Regions from separate parts of the Pan troglodytes genome. Here region 1 is linked to region 2. Evidence: chromatin contacts called from public capture Hi-C data. All regions are on one chromosome and are shown on one strand. Each heading gives the region's core, a stretch centred on a gene start, on an enhancer-like site or on the middle of the called end of the contact. The rest is flanking DNA. Distances are from core to core; before and after follow the strand shown. Region 1 has its middle 120 kb from the start of EDN3. Region 2 overlaps GNAS (GNAS complex locus).

Evidence for each region. Capture Hi-C pulls out chosen DNA fragments and counts their contacts.
Region 1: a contact with region 2 is called in a capture Hi-C map of stem cell-derived neural stem cells, with 6 times the contacts expected there. The contact joins two enhancer-like sites. A contact is called at or near these places in 4 of 7 Hi-C or Micro-C datasets (blood, induced pluripotent stem cells and stem cell-derived neural progenitor cells) and 1 of 1 other capture datasets (stem cell-derived neural stem cells).

The regions. Positions count from the first base shown.
Region 1 is chr21:65,715,352-65,721,932 of NHGRI_mPanTro3-v2.0_pri, reverse strand. No RefSeq gene overlaps it. Among named protein-coding and RNA genes, the nearest start is that of EDN3, 120 kb to the right of the region's middle. Within about 2 kb of position 4,967, at least 1 of the 24 cell types and tissues checked has an H3K27ac peak or open chromatin away from gene starts, as enhancers often do. A contact at or near this core is called in stem cell-derived neural stem cells, where this site is marked.
Region 2 is chr21:65,162,750-65,169,775 of NHGRI_mPanTro3-v2.0_pri, reverse strand. The region is part of intron 1 of GNAS (GNAS complex locus); the gene reads right to left. All of the region lies in intron 1 of LOC104003639 (neuroendocrine secretory protein 55), which reads right to left. Among named protein-coding and RNA genes, the nearest start is that of GNAS, 30 kb to the right of the region's middle. Within about 2 kb of position 4,330, at least 2 of the 24 cell types and tissues checked have an H3K27ac peak or open chromatin away from gene starts, as enhancers often do. A contact at or near this core is called in stem cell-derived neural stem cells, where this site is marked.

The sequences.
Region 1 (6,581 bases), core at 3,718-6,217, 550 kb before region 2:
GCAAAGCCTGGACTCTAACCTGGATCTGCAGACGTCCAAAGCAGGCTCATGGGGCTAGGATGTTCATGGAGCCCCTCCTGCACAAATCAAGGTCCATCCAGGGGATGGTCTACATAGACGGTCTCCACGCCTACTCCAAGGAACCCATCCTGAGTTGGGATGAGACAGGGAGACGAAGAATTCTTCCCCACAAAGATAACACCAGATGTGAGGTCAGGAAACATGACCGGGTGAAGGGAAGAAGTGTGCCTGGAGCGTCTCTCTAGAACCCAGAGTCACCTTGGCCCTCTGTCACTCATCAGCTCTCCATGGCTCTGCCTACAGAACAAAGCCTGAATGGCCCAAGGCAGGGTTTGCTCTCTGCCCTGCACAGTGTTTGGCATATAGTGGGTGCCCAGTGGATGTGGGTGGAAGGAATGAACAAATGACATTCTCTGGGTGGCTTTCAAGACCCCCAGCATCTACTCAAACTTGTCTCCACTTCACCTTGGCTACAACCACAGGACACCCCTCCCCAGTGCCTGCTCTCCTGGGGAGCGTCTCCCCTACCTAAGACCTTCAGCCACTCTTTGCACTGGACCACACCAGTGGCTGCCATCCCTCTCCTTCCCTGAAATCTACAAGTGGTGTTGTCCAGCGCCTTCATTTGGGATTATACTCTCCATGATTCTGCACGATCCCAGGGCCCCAAATATGTAGACACCCTGTCCCAGATTGCTATGACTACCACGACCCCAGGCACAGTAAAGAACCCTCTTCTCCAGAATCCAAGTGTACTTTTCCCTCTTTGAACATCTTTTTGGGAGGATTCTGTCATTGGGACCCTCTTTAACCTACACTGTCATTCTTTCTCTCATTTTCTCACCATCTTCCACATTTCTATTTACAAGATTTTCTTCTCTTCTCTCATCAGTTACCCAATTCCTGGCTGTTCTGGCAATATCTTGACTGTGCTGGAAGCCCGCTGGTCAAGATCAAGCTACCTTTAGGAACCCTGTTGGCTCCTAGGTCCTACCACACAATAAGTATGCTCTGAAACACAAACAGGAGGCTGCAAGAGCAACAGGGAACAGCAAGGAATGAGGCGCGATCATTCCATGGACAACTTCATGGTTATCCTTGGATTGAGTTCTGCCACGTCTCAGCATCTGAGGCCATCTGCAGAGCATTTGATGGAAAAAGGATAGGCGGTCTCTGAAACCTTCAGACAAGAGGCGCCGTCCAAATCATTTGTGACTTTTATTCTTCAATGTTTAATTGTACCTCCTCTGGGATAATATGGCCAATTTTTGAAAAACAACCATAGCAATAAATTTCCCATAATTTACTGCCAGATTAATAGTTTTGTAGTCAAGCTATTATTGTTTTAATAAGAAGAGAAAAAGAAAAACATGTGAAGAGGCTCTGTATGTTCCAGGGTGAGCTCATCAAGGCAGCCCGCTGGACATGCCGGGCAGGGAAAGCAGCCAGCGCGCCCCAGATGGTGGGACCCTGGGGTCTCACGGGGAGGGGAGACAGGACCCTCGGCTGGGTGTTTGCCATCTACCCCTCACCCCACCAGGAGCAGCCTGAGCACAGGGGTCTCTGAGCTGCCTGGGTAAGACTCTCTAGATAGGTAAAGGAGAAATTTATTCTGCCCATGAAGGCAGGTAACATGGTCTTCCGGGAAACTCTACCTGCCTTTGGGTCACTCTTGGACAAGGACATTAGCCAGTGACACATCCATGATTTTGCCTCCTCTAGAACTGGGCAAGGGTTCCTAGTGGCAGGGTGGGGACAGGGTGGGCTCTGAGCCATTGGTTGGCAAAACATTGCTCCTCTGATGGCTTTATCTGGTGTCTCATGGCTTCTTCTCATCTCAGGCTTCACAACCATCATACTAACACAGCACCTTGAAAATTCAAAGACACAGCAAGCCATGGAAAGACATACACGGAACCATAAAAGCATCTTGCTGGCCTGGCGCAGTGACTCACACCTGTAATCCCAGCACTTTGGGAGGCTGAGACGGGTGGATCATCTGAAGTTGGGAGCTTGAGACCAACCTGGCCAACATGGTGAAACCCTGTCTCTACTAAAAATACAAAAATTAGCAGGGCATGGTGGCGTGCATCTGTAATCCCAGCTACTCAGGAAGCTGAGGCAGGGAAATTGTTTGAAGCTGGGAGGTGGAGGTTGCAGTGAGCCAAGATCGTGCCACTGCACTCCAGCCTGGGTGACAGAGTGAGACTCCATCAAAAAAAAAAAAAAAAAACGCCTCTTGCTAAGTAAAAGAAGCCAGTTTGAAAAGTCCACATGCTGTGTGAGTCCAACTAGATGACATTCTGGAAAATTCAAAATTATAGAGAGGTCAAAAGATCAGTGGTTGTTAGGAGTTCAAGGGGGAGGGAGGGACGAACAGGTGGAGCTCAGGAGATGTTTAGGGCAGTGAAATGACTCTGTATGATCCTGTAATTGAGGGCACGTGACATTATACATTTGTCAAAACCCATAGAATGTACACCACCAAGAGTCAACCCTCTTATGAACTTTAACTGATAATAATGCTTCAGTATTGGTTCATCAACTGTAACAAGTGTAGCACGCTAAGGCAAGATGTTAATGAAAATAGGATTATTGGGGGAGGGGTATGGGGCATGTGTGGGAACTCTCTGTGCTTTCTGTTCAATTTTTCCCTAAATGTAAAACTGCTCTAAAAAACCCAATCCTAGGGAATGTGCTTCGAAGCAAGATTCATCCCTGTCCCTTCCACTTCCCTGTGAGTAGCTCTTGTCTGGATCACCATCACCCCAACATCCCAGCCATGGGCCTCACTGGCTCTGCAGAATGCAATCATTCCCCAACCCTCTGAATCCATCTCCACCTGCTCTCTCCATCCTGTGACTTCTCCAGTTCAGGCACCACCCTCTCCTATCAGGCATTGTATTTTACCTCCTAGTGGGCCTTCAACTTTCCTGCTTTGGTCTAAAACAGTAGGAGCCTGCTCAGAACCCACCAAGCACAGGCCTTGCCAACTACTTGCCAGGCACACGGGGCTCTTCATGGTGGGGCCGCATGTGCCCACCCGCGCCTCTCCCTGGGGTGCCCAGCTCTGCTTCTCTCCTATGGCCCTCACAGATGCCCCTCCCCTGCCCTCCCAGCCCGAAGCTCTGGCACCAAGCATGACGTATCACACACCATTTAGGTGACCGCCTCTCTCCATAGATAGTGAGCTCCGATAATGCCTAGGTCTGGTCACTTTCACATTCCGGCCCTGATCCCCTACTCCCTGAACCTTGGGGATTGGCAATAAGTCCCACTGCAGTATTTGTTGGATGAAGTGCAATTTGCCATCATCAAACCTAACATTCTAGACCCATGGAGTAGCCGAGTCTCCGTGCTCCTCACCCAGAGGACAATTTGTATACTGGCGCCAGTGGCTTAGAAAGCTACGTTAAGCATCTTTGCAATTCCGCCACGGTTTGCTCCTCTGAGAACATATTTAATTACTGGAATGTACATCTCATCTCTCATTCCTCCTTCCCCGGCCCTCCCATCCCATGATTAATGTGAATCTGTCTCGCCGTAAAATAACCACGTCTCACTCTAATTAAGTTCTGGTTGTTTCTAACCTGGGTTTGAATGTTCAGCTTAAGAATTTCTCTGTAGCTTTCTAGCAATCCAATGGTGGGATCTCTTCATAATTGTATTAATGTTTCAAATGTAGGCTTTAATAAAGAGAGATTTGTTTTTAAAAATCATTCACCCTAAGAACAGGCAAAGTGTTCTATGGTGATACAGGTCAGAATGGTGCTGGGGAGGTTCTGGTGGAAAGGAGGCACACAGGAGCCTCTGGATCACAGATGTAATGTTCACTTTGATTGGAGTCTATGTGGAGGGCTGAATAACAGCCCCAAAGATGTCCATGTCTTAAATCTAAACCCTGAACCTGTAGGCATGTCACCTTACATGGCAACAGGGACTTTTCAGATGTGATTAGGTTAAGGATCTTGATATGGGGAGATCCTCCTGGATTATCTGGGTGGGCCCAATGTCATCACAAGGAGCCTTATAAGATGGACACAGGAGGATCAGAGAGAGAGGAGCATTTAAGGATGCTACACTGCTGGCTTGGAAGATGGAGGATGGGACCACGAGCCAAGGAATGCAGGTGGCCCCTGGATCCTGGAAAAGGCAGGGAAACAGATTCATCCCTAAAGCCTCTGCAGGCATGCACTCCTGCTGACACCTTGATTTTAAGACTTCTGACGCCAGAACTAACAACAAATACATTTGTGTTGCTTCAAGCCACTAAGTTTGTAATTTTTAACAGCAGCATTAGGAAACTAACCTAGAGTGTCTATATGTAAAAACACACTGACATACACACTTAAGATTCTCACAATTTGCTGCATGTCAGGTCAGATCTTGACTTCAGCGCTACTGGCCCTACAGGCCAGGTGACTCTGTTGTGGGGGGCTGTCCCATGCATTGGACGGTGTTTAGCAGCGTCTTGGGCCTATATCCACTAGATAGCACCCCAACTTCCCACCCAATTGTGACAACCAAAAATGTCTCCCGATGTTGACACGTGTTTTCTGGAGGGCAAACCACCTCCCTTGGTTGTGAACCAGTGCCATATGAGTATTATTCTTCATTATAAAGAAATGTTTACTAAATGCCGTGTAAAATAAACAAAATAAAAACTTTAATCCTACCCTAATCAGAGCACCACAGAATATGCTTACTTTTACCCAAGACACAGACAACCCTGCTCCTTCGAGGAAAGCTTTGAGAGGAGTCTCTTGGCATTATCTTACAGCAGCATCCGGAAAACACCCTGGTTTCCCATGTGTGGGGCAAGGGCAGAGAGTGGCACGCAATGAGGATGTGCCAGCCTCTATAAGGGACTCGGGGTACCCTGGGCGCACTGAGGCACTGCAGGTATGGGAGCTGGCCAAGGACAGGCTGCAGAGGCCCCACTCGCCCTGGATTCTGCCATGTTAAATGGAATTGCATAAATTAGACAGAACTCTGCCTGGGGCTGCTGAAACTGGAGCCCTGCTGAGTGGGGCACCTGGGCCTGGACAATGTGAGGCCCATACAAGATGCTGAAAGCTCCCAGGCGGTGACTGGGAGATGGAGTGTGGGTGGCTGATTAGCTGGAAGGAAAACAGAGTAGAAGGGACAGCTTTTGTTCACAAGAAGTCTCTGCCTGGCCATTTCCCTTCTATTCCACATACAATGCCTATTAACCCCAATCCTGGACTAATTCTCAGGAAATCTACCTTCCCCAATTACCTAATTGCTGTTAAATGATGTTTGAAGAGCTCAAAGAGGGCAGGGCCAGGGCTGACCCCTGAGTTAATTCTGCCTGCTCCCATCAGGGGCTACCTCCTTTGCTAGAGTGAGTCGTGCCTCCAGGGCCTCAGGGAGGGTGGGAGGAGGGAGGTGAGTGTGGCTGGCTTCACTCAAACGGCCACCTCCAAAGGTCTCAGCGCATTCCCACTTGATGTGGGGTCAATAAGGTCACCTGAGAATTCAAAGGGGAGTAGATGCCAAGGGTCTGGAAACCTGGAGACAGACAGCAGCTTGATGCCTTGGGTGACAGCCTTGCAAACAAGGTCCAGCAGTTTCTGGATCATTCGGGTCCCTTCCACAAAGCAGCTCAAGATGGCACTAGAACGCTTTCCCAGGCTGCAGGTGAACTGCGTTGCAGGAAGAGATTCAATCTCATCTGAATTTTGAGGACAAAAGAACTGTTTATCACGGTTTAGGGTGTAAGCCAAGTGCTGAAAACAGGATTGTGGCCCCAGATCTTGCCTGTATGAGAGGAGCCCATTTCTCCCTTTTGTTTAAAAATGAGTGGGGTCTATCTTCATGCACCTTAGCAAGTCAGCAAAATGCTGCAAAGAGAGTAACCCTTTCATTTGTGTTCCCAGGCACTTTACTCCTGAGTGCTAATTGGTAAAGAAAACATTCTATCCCTCTGAAAGGGGCTTCAGGAAGGAGGGGCTCCAGGGAGAGGAATTTGGGGTCGGACTCTTGCAGGACACAGTGGTAGCAGCTGGTGGCTTGCTGGTGTTTACTGATGAGGCTGTTTCTCCCTCCTCCTTCCAGGCAGAGATGAAATGTACAGAACGGCCCAGCTGTTGAGAAGGCTTTTTGCAAGGTTATTTAACAGACGGTGGTCACTGCCCAACATAGCAGGATCAAGGGAAAAAAAACAGACTCTTGCAATTATAAAACCTACAGCACCCTTGGTAACCTGGCATGAAATTTTGCCATCTGTGCCTTACTCTGCAAAGCAGCTAGACGCCCTGCTGGGCTCCTCGGTGCCATTCCTGCTTCTTGAAAGAGGTCCCTGGCACGGTCATGAGAGCTCCAGCATCTGGAAGCTTCTGACCGAGTCCTGTCTGGTGGGAGAAGGGAAGAAATCGGCCCTATCCAAGTGTTTATTATTCACACTTCTTGGATTATTAAATGTTAAAATATATGAAAATGCAGATGTTCTTTTTATGATCCAAGAGTGTGAGGTTTAGACAAAAAGCCTCTATTGAGTTTGGCCCGTGCTCCCCTGACACCAAATCGGTAGGGTGGGG
Region 2 (7,026 bases), core at 3,081-5,580:
GAAAGGCCTCATTCAGTCCCATGACTGACAAGTTATCAACAGGGAGGTCTACCCTATCAACAGGGAGGTCTATCCTGTGACTAGCAAAGGTTCAGTCACTGCTGTTTGTGCAGAAATTTTCAGCCTCAGAGTGGCATGAAAATCTGAATGGCTGTGCCTGTCAAATGTTGTTTGTTTTGACCCCAGCAGATCCTTCTAGGTTTTCTGCAGTTTAATTATCGGCACTTTTAGGTAACCTCTGATTTGGTGTGCTCAACTGGGCTGGAAGACTCTTAGCAGGTTGTTCAAGGCTTTTGGTTGACAATCTTTCCATCTTTCCTTATTTATTCCCTGTGTAATCGCTTAGCAGAGACTGCCCACTCTTGTTAACTTCCTGGGTTTGTTTTGATTCCATCAAGGGAGTAGCAATGTCTCATACTTTTGTCTTCCCCACGGGGAAGGGCACATATTTGGCACTCAATACATGTATATCGAATGAATGAACAAATGAAAATGCCCGAATTGAGGCAAACTCACCGACCAGGCAAGGATTCATCCTTCTAAGGGGCGTGGCAGACACGTGAGCAGCTACTGCAAGCTTAGAGATGCTACTAGACAGACAAAAAGGAGTAAGGCTATTTCGACCTTCAAGTTAACCAAAAAATTAGGAAATAACTTATCAGTGAGAAAAAATGGGTACATGTGCTAGTCCCTGTGTACCAAGGACTGGGCAGGATTCCATGCTTTTGCCAAGTTGGACATAACCTACAGATGAGTAAACCTCAGACCTGCCAATAGTCAAACATTTGAAAAATTAATTTGTGACAACTGTTTTCACTTGGAACCCTGATGGATTTAACTGTTTTCTTAAATTAGGCATGTCATTTTATGCTAAATTTCCACTAAACATTTCCCAACAACATTTCTTTCTTCCTGAAGAACCACCATGACCCCTAACTCCCTGACAACTCCAAAATGTCACAGAAGGCCCATTTTATAAACATATTTGTGAATGAGTTCCTTTTCGTAGCTATTAGATCAGCAATTATTTTCCCCAACACTGGCCCCTAATCAGCCATTTTGCTAAGTCTCAAAGCAACACAAATTTAGCTCAAATCAATTAGCAACACATTTCTAACTCTTGGTGCTTGGGGAGAGTCTGAACTCCTCCTGATGGGATGAGGCTAACGCCTTGAGAATGAACTGAGAGGCAGGTCAGCCCAGGAAGCCACTTCTGCCTTTGTGGTTGTGCTTTACAAGAAGGCCAAAATGTGGGAGAATGGGGTCCAACCACAACAAATTAGGATGAAATTTTGATTTTATTTTTTTTCTCTTGAGCTGATGAATGAAGCCCAGGACATAGAAAGGCAGCTGACGGAATATTTTCCCCACCAATGCCAGGAAGCTGAAGGTCTGCTCTTGTGATTTGCATCTGGCTGTGATGTTCTCTCTCTGCCCCCCACCCTCACCCCAGCACAGAGCAATCAACCTTGTCCCTGTTCTCCTCCGGCTGAATTCCCCCCTTTTCTCTTCCCCTCACCTTTCCTTGCTGAACAGAATTGTCTTCCCTCTCTAATGAACAGAACCCAAGAGAATAAAACTTGTTTTTCAAAGTGGGGAGGGGGAATGGGAGGAAGAAAGGAAGGAAGGGAGGAAGGAAGGAAAAAGAAAAAAAGAAAACAATGCCTACAGTGGGTCTGGCTGGAACCCAATTCTCAAGGACATCGATTTGTAAAATTCAAAGGTTTCCCCAACATCAAAAATGTATACTTAACTTATCGGATGCTCACTTTTAACCTTAGGGTTTGCTTTGTTTTGTTCTGGATAATTATCAAATTTAAAAATTTATGATTTTTTTTTTTTAAAGAACTAGAAGGTTCTCTGTGTGCCAGACTTTCTAAAACAAAACAAAACCACTTAGTGGGATAAGGCATGTGAAAACACTTGTGCTCCATGAAGTGTGCTACATGCAGTGTGTTCCTAACTTTAAAATAAAACAAAAATTGGACCATCGTTTTAGAATCAGGAGATAAACACTTGGGAAAGCAATAAGAGGTGAGAGGGCAGTGGTCAGAGCTCAGAGGGTGGTGGTGGCCCCCGTCTTGGCACACAAGAGAGGCCTCTGTCCCAGCTCTTCTGGTTGGCACTTGAACGAACAAGGGACCTCATGGGGCAGTGAGATGGGGAGGAGAGGATGCCCCAGCCTGGATTGTGAACCTGCCTCTCCTCCCCGTACTCCTGTCCCGTCTAGCCAGCCTGGCCCCTCAGCTGTGCCAGCCACACCCTCCTTGGCAGCGCTCCACCCCCTGCCTGGTAGAAGGATAATCACTTGCAACCTGATCCTCTCCTCTGTTCTGGACTAGAAGTTCCTAGAGGGCAAGGACCCCATTTGGTGCTTAGAGCTAAACTTGGCAAAGGCACTCTTTTCTTTTTTCTTTTCTTCTCTTTTTTCTTTTCCTTTCTTTTCTTTTCTCCCCCTCCCTCCTCTCTCCCTTCCTTCTTCCTTCCTTCTCTCTCTCTTTCCTTTCCCTTTTTTTTCCTCCTCTCTCTCCCTTTTAATTTTTGTTGTTGTTGTTGTTGTTGTTGTTTTTTAGACGGAGTATCATTCTTGTTGCCCAGGATGGAGTGCAATGGCACAATCTCGGCTCACTGCAAACCCTGCCTCCCGGGTTCAAGCGATTCTCCTGTCTCAGCCTCCCGAGTAGCTGGAATTACAGGCATGCGCCACCATGCCCAGCTAATTTTGTATTTTTAGTAGAGATGATGTTTCTCCATGTTAGTCAGGCTGGTCTTGAACTCCTGACCTCAGGTGATCTGCCCACCTCGGCCTCCCAAAGTGCTGGGATTACAGGCGTGAACTACTGCTCCCTTTCAAATTTTTAAATTTAATCTCTATTTACTTCTTTCCTTCCGTTTGCACCTTAATTTCTCTTTGTCTCTCTCTTTCAACAATAAACAACTGGCCAAAGGGAATTGGTTTTAATTTCTGAGTCGTTCACAAGGACCCCGGGATTTCAAAAGATCAGAGAAGGAAAAACAAAGGGAGGGAACCTCAATTCTTTCCCTGCTCTTCCCCGCTAGCGAAAGGACTGAACAAGTGAAAGAACTGTGAAAGGACGCTGGCGAACATGGACGAGCTCTAAGGAAACTGTCCTGTAGTGTGTGTGTGTGGAGCAGGGGGATTAATAGGAAACTGCACACCATGATTCATGCCCTCTCAAAACTATGCATACACCTGAGTAAAGAACAGGGGGAGATAATGATCAGTAAAATCACAGCAGGGTGAGGGCAGGCTGGGGGGATTTCCTGTAATATTATGATGTCATTTTAACAATAAATACAACTAGAAGAAAAGGCGCCCGGCCAAGTGTGGGATGTGGGTTCCATGTCATGTGGGAAGCGAAAGTGGGCAGTTGGGCCCCAGAAGGGAGAGTTCTAAGAGGGTGTGGTTCCCTCTAAGGGAGGGATTTGTGCGTCTGGCGCAGGGAGAAGACTGACCAAGAAAGCCACCAAATAAACAGACCAAACCCCCAACCACCCCTCCCCTGAGAAAAGCACAGAATGGCTGTATTGGTGTTAAAAGTAAGGTCCCCGGGACCCAAGACAGGATGAGAGCCCCAACCAAAACACCCTGGAAACATGGGGCTTTTTTTCCATTTGGGCATCCTACATTTCATCTAGAGAATTCCAAGATCCCAATTTCTGAGAGCAGACCCAGCCATTCTGAGCTCTCTGCTGACCTCTGGTGGGGAGGAGCTCCCATGGCCCAGGAAAGGTTGGAAAGAGGCAGCCACCTGCCCTGGCCTCCTCTGTTCCCCACGGTCTACAGGGTCACCTGCCCTCAGCCACCACTCAGGGCTAGAAGTCAGGGACTGTGAGGAGAAGAAAGTGCAAGAAAAGCTTTAAAGAATCCTCAGAGGAATATGGGCATAAGAGAATCATGTTGTAGGAAAGTTATCAAGTAAAAGAAAAATTTTTAAATAGATGGGTGGGAGGGACGTTTACCTTAAATCAACCCTGTGTATTCAGTTTCTTTAACTTTGCAATTTTAAGAGAGAGGGGAGAAAGAATGTGTATATGAATGGGGTATGGAGGGTAAATTTGATCAGAAAGAAATAAATTCCCATTGGAGGACTTTGTAGGTCCTTGTGTGGGAGGCCTGTGTGGCCCTTCTCAAATAGATGACCTCATCATTTTCCAGCTGCTGGGTGGGGTGGTGCGGGGGGCAGAAATGGAAGGGAATGGCAACGGTACCTGTTCTTGGAACCAAGGAATTTGACCCAGACACCATCGGACCCAGCTTCCCCTCCCGTGGAAACGAGGCCTAAAGAAGCCAGAAGTGGCCTGCCCCAAGGCAGTGCTGAGCCTGAGATGGACAGTAGGGGTCCCATCCTTAGAGAGGACACCTTCGCTAGTGAGAATGCCCCGGTATGCCGTGAAGCACTGAGAAGTGGAGAGGGGTTGAGGAGGGGAAGAACTTAAAACTAGCCCTGAGGGCTCAGAGATCCTGAAAAACACAATGATGCTTGCATGAATGGAAAAGCAATGATGTATCCCTAGCAAGTCCCTTCTCTGTAAACAATCATTGACCATGCACCTCAAATTCTACTTCATCTCTCCATATTGTCTTAAATGCTAACTTCTCCAGGTAGGCCCCTTAGATTTCCCTGGTGGAAACTGGAGCTCTGCTCACCTATGAACCTCTTTTCTAGCCCTTGATTGAGGTGTGAAAGAGTTTACCACCAAACTCTGCTCCCACAAAGATTCTCCCGGTGATTGGGACCCAGAAACTATTAATTATTTACCAAAGGACAACAGAGGGCCCTACCATTTGATTTCCTATACAATCTGCCATTTTGGAACAGACATTTAAAAAAGTTTGTGTTGGATAGGGGGTTGGCATACCTCATCTATTGAAACTTTATAAGATAATTACATAAGTTTTAAAGTGAGAAAGACATCCCTCCTGTTTTTTCAATTGAGAAAAACTAGAACCAGGGATTTGTCCAAGATCTCAGGACCAGTTCCCAGGAGAACCGGGGCACCAGGGCTGTGAATCTGGAGGTTACCTGATCGTGTGCTTTCCTGCCTTGGCTAAGATCTTCAGATCCACTCGTTAAAAGTTGCCGGGATTTGTCCTTAGATGTCAATTGCTCAACTGAAACCTTTTAAAAACATTCCTCAGCCTTAGGGGCAGGGGCCGTGTCCTTGGGAAGGAGGATTTAGGGAGGGGGATGCGGGTTCTGCCTTAGGCGCCGGCGCAAGGGTGAATTTTTGAAAGCCAGGCTGTCAATCGTAAAAGCCGAGCGCCATCTGCCAGCCGGTTCTGAGTAGCCTTGCTTTCTTTCATTGTTTCCACTTCCCAGCCCTGAATAATTTGTGTTCTCATTTATTTCCCTCCAAAAAAAAGGTAGTTCCTGCTCAGAAAGCCCCTCCAAAATAAGAACCCTATTTAAAAATAAATCTTAGAAGAGAGTGAGAGAGCGAGAAAACAAAGGAAAAGTGAGAAAGAAATTCGAGAACTCCTTAGGAGGCTGCTTTCCGTTCTCCCCTTTCTGGATTGTGAAACTTCTGAGAAAATGAGAGATGAGCCCCCTTTCTTCAACTAAGGCAGCCCTAATGGTCTTGCTTCTTCTTTCTGACCTCTCACCTTCTTGTGGCAGAGCAGATGCCCCACTTTGAGCCTGCCTTAACATCTGAAATCAGACCCTAACTCTGGGGAATCAAGATTGCAGGGCCAGAAAAAAAAAAAAAAGCTGGCTGCGGTGGTTCATGCCTGTAATCCCAGCACTTTGGGAGGCCAAGGTGGGCGGATCATCTGAAGTCAGGAGTTGGAGACCAGCCTGGCTAACATGGTGAAACCCCGTCTCTACTAAAAAGACAAATATTGGCAGGGCACGGTGGCTCACGCCTGTAATCCCAGCACTTTGGGAGGCTGAGGCAGGCGGATCACCTGAGATCGGGAGTTTGAGACCAGCCTGACCAACATGGAGAACCCCATCACTACTAAAAATACATAATTAGCTATGTGTGGTGGCGTGCGCCTATAGTACCAGCTACTCAGGAAGCTGAGGCAGGAGAATTGCTTGAACCTGGAAGGTGGAGGTTGCAGTGAGCCAAGATCATGCCACTTCACTCCAGCCTGGGTGACAGAGCAAGACTCCATCTCAAAAAAAAAAAAAAAAAAGAAAGAAAGAAACAGGAGAGGTGTCCACTATCTGCTATATGTTAGCTTAAGTCTGAGGCTGAGATGCCTGCAAGCCTTTTGGATTCATCCCTGGCACCTGAGTTCCAAGTCTCAATCTCAAGCCTCCTTTCTCAAGCTGTCCCTGTCCTGCCCCCATCTTGTGTCTTGACTTTCTCATACATAAAGCTGAACACAGAGATACCCTCTGCTTCTTCCCTGACAACTCATCAAATTTAAGGTGCTCTCCTGACCATGGCAGGACCCCAGGAATACTTGGCAGAATCATTCCTAAATGGGGCCTCGTCAATACTTTCAAGAATCAAACTTTAGCCTTTTCCCGATGTCAGCTTGGCAAATTCATGGAATCCTAGAATAAAGTTCTAGAATCAACCAAGGTCCCAGGAATGAGAACCCCCAACTTCTAACCCAGTGCTGTTTGTACTATTCTAGGACCCTCCCAAAGAGCTGGAGCTCCTCTGCCCACAGCCTCCCCCATCAGACCAGACCTATGGTAGAAGACAGCAAGGAGTAAACGCTGTAAGCTCACAAACACCAAACTGCCCTAGGATGAACGATTTCGTAAGAGCGCTCCAGAATGACTGGATCCCATCAGGAACATTTCCAAAGACTCCCACTCAGAAAGGGGAGCCCTCCTGGGAGTGTCCATCCTAAAACCCACACTGGCCATTTGTTTTGCAAAACAAAATGATCTAATGTGCTTCCTTTTAGCAGCTAAAAATGCTTAATTATAAATAGCTAGAAGTTTTCTGGCAATCCAACTTTTAAAAATTTTCCCCTAACGTCTGGCATTTGTTTTTGGGTTCTGCCCTGAGTCTTCTAAGCATTTGCTTGGAAAGATG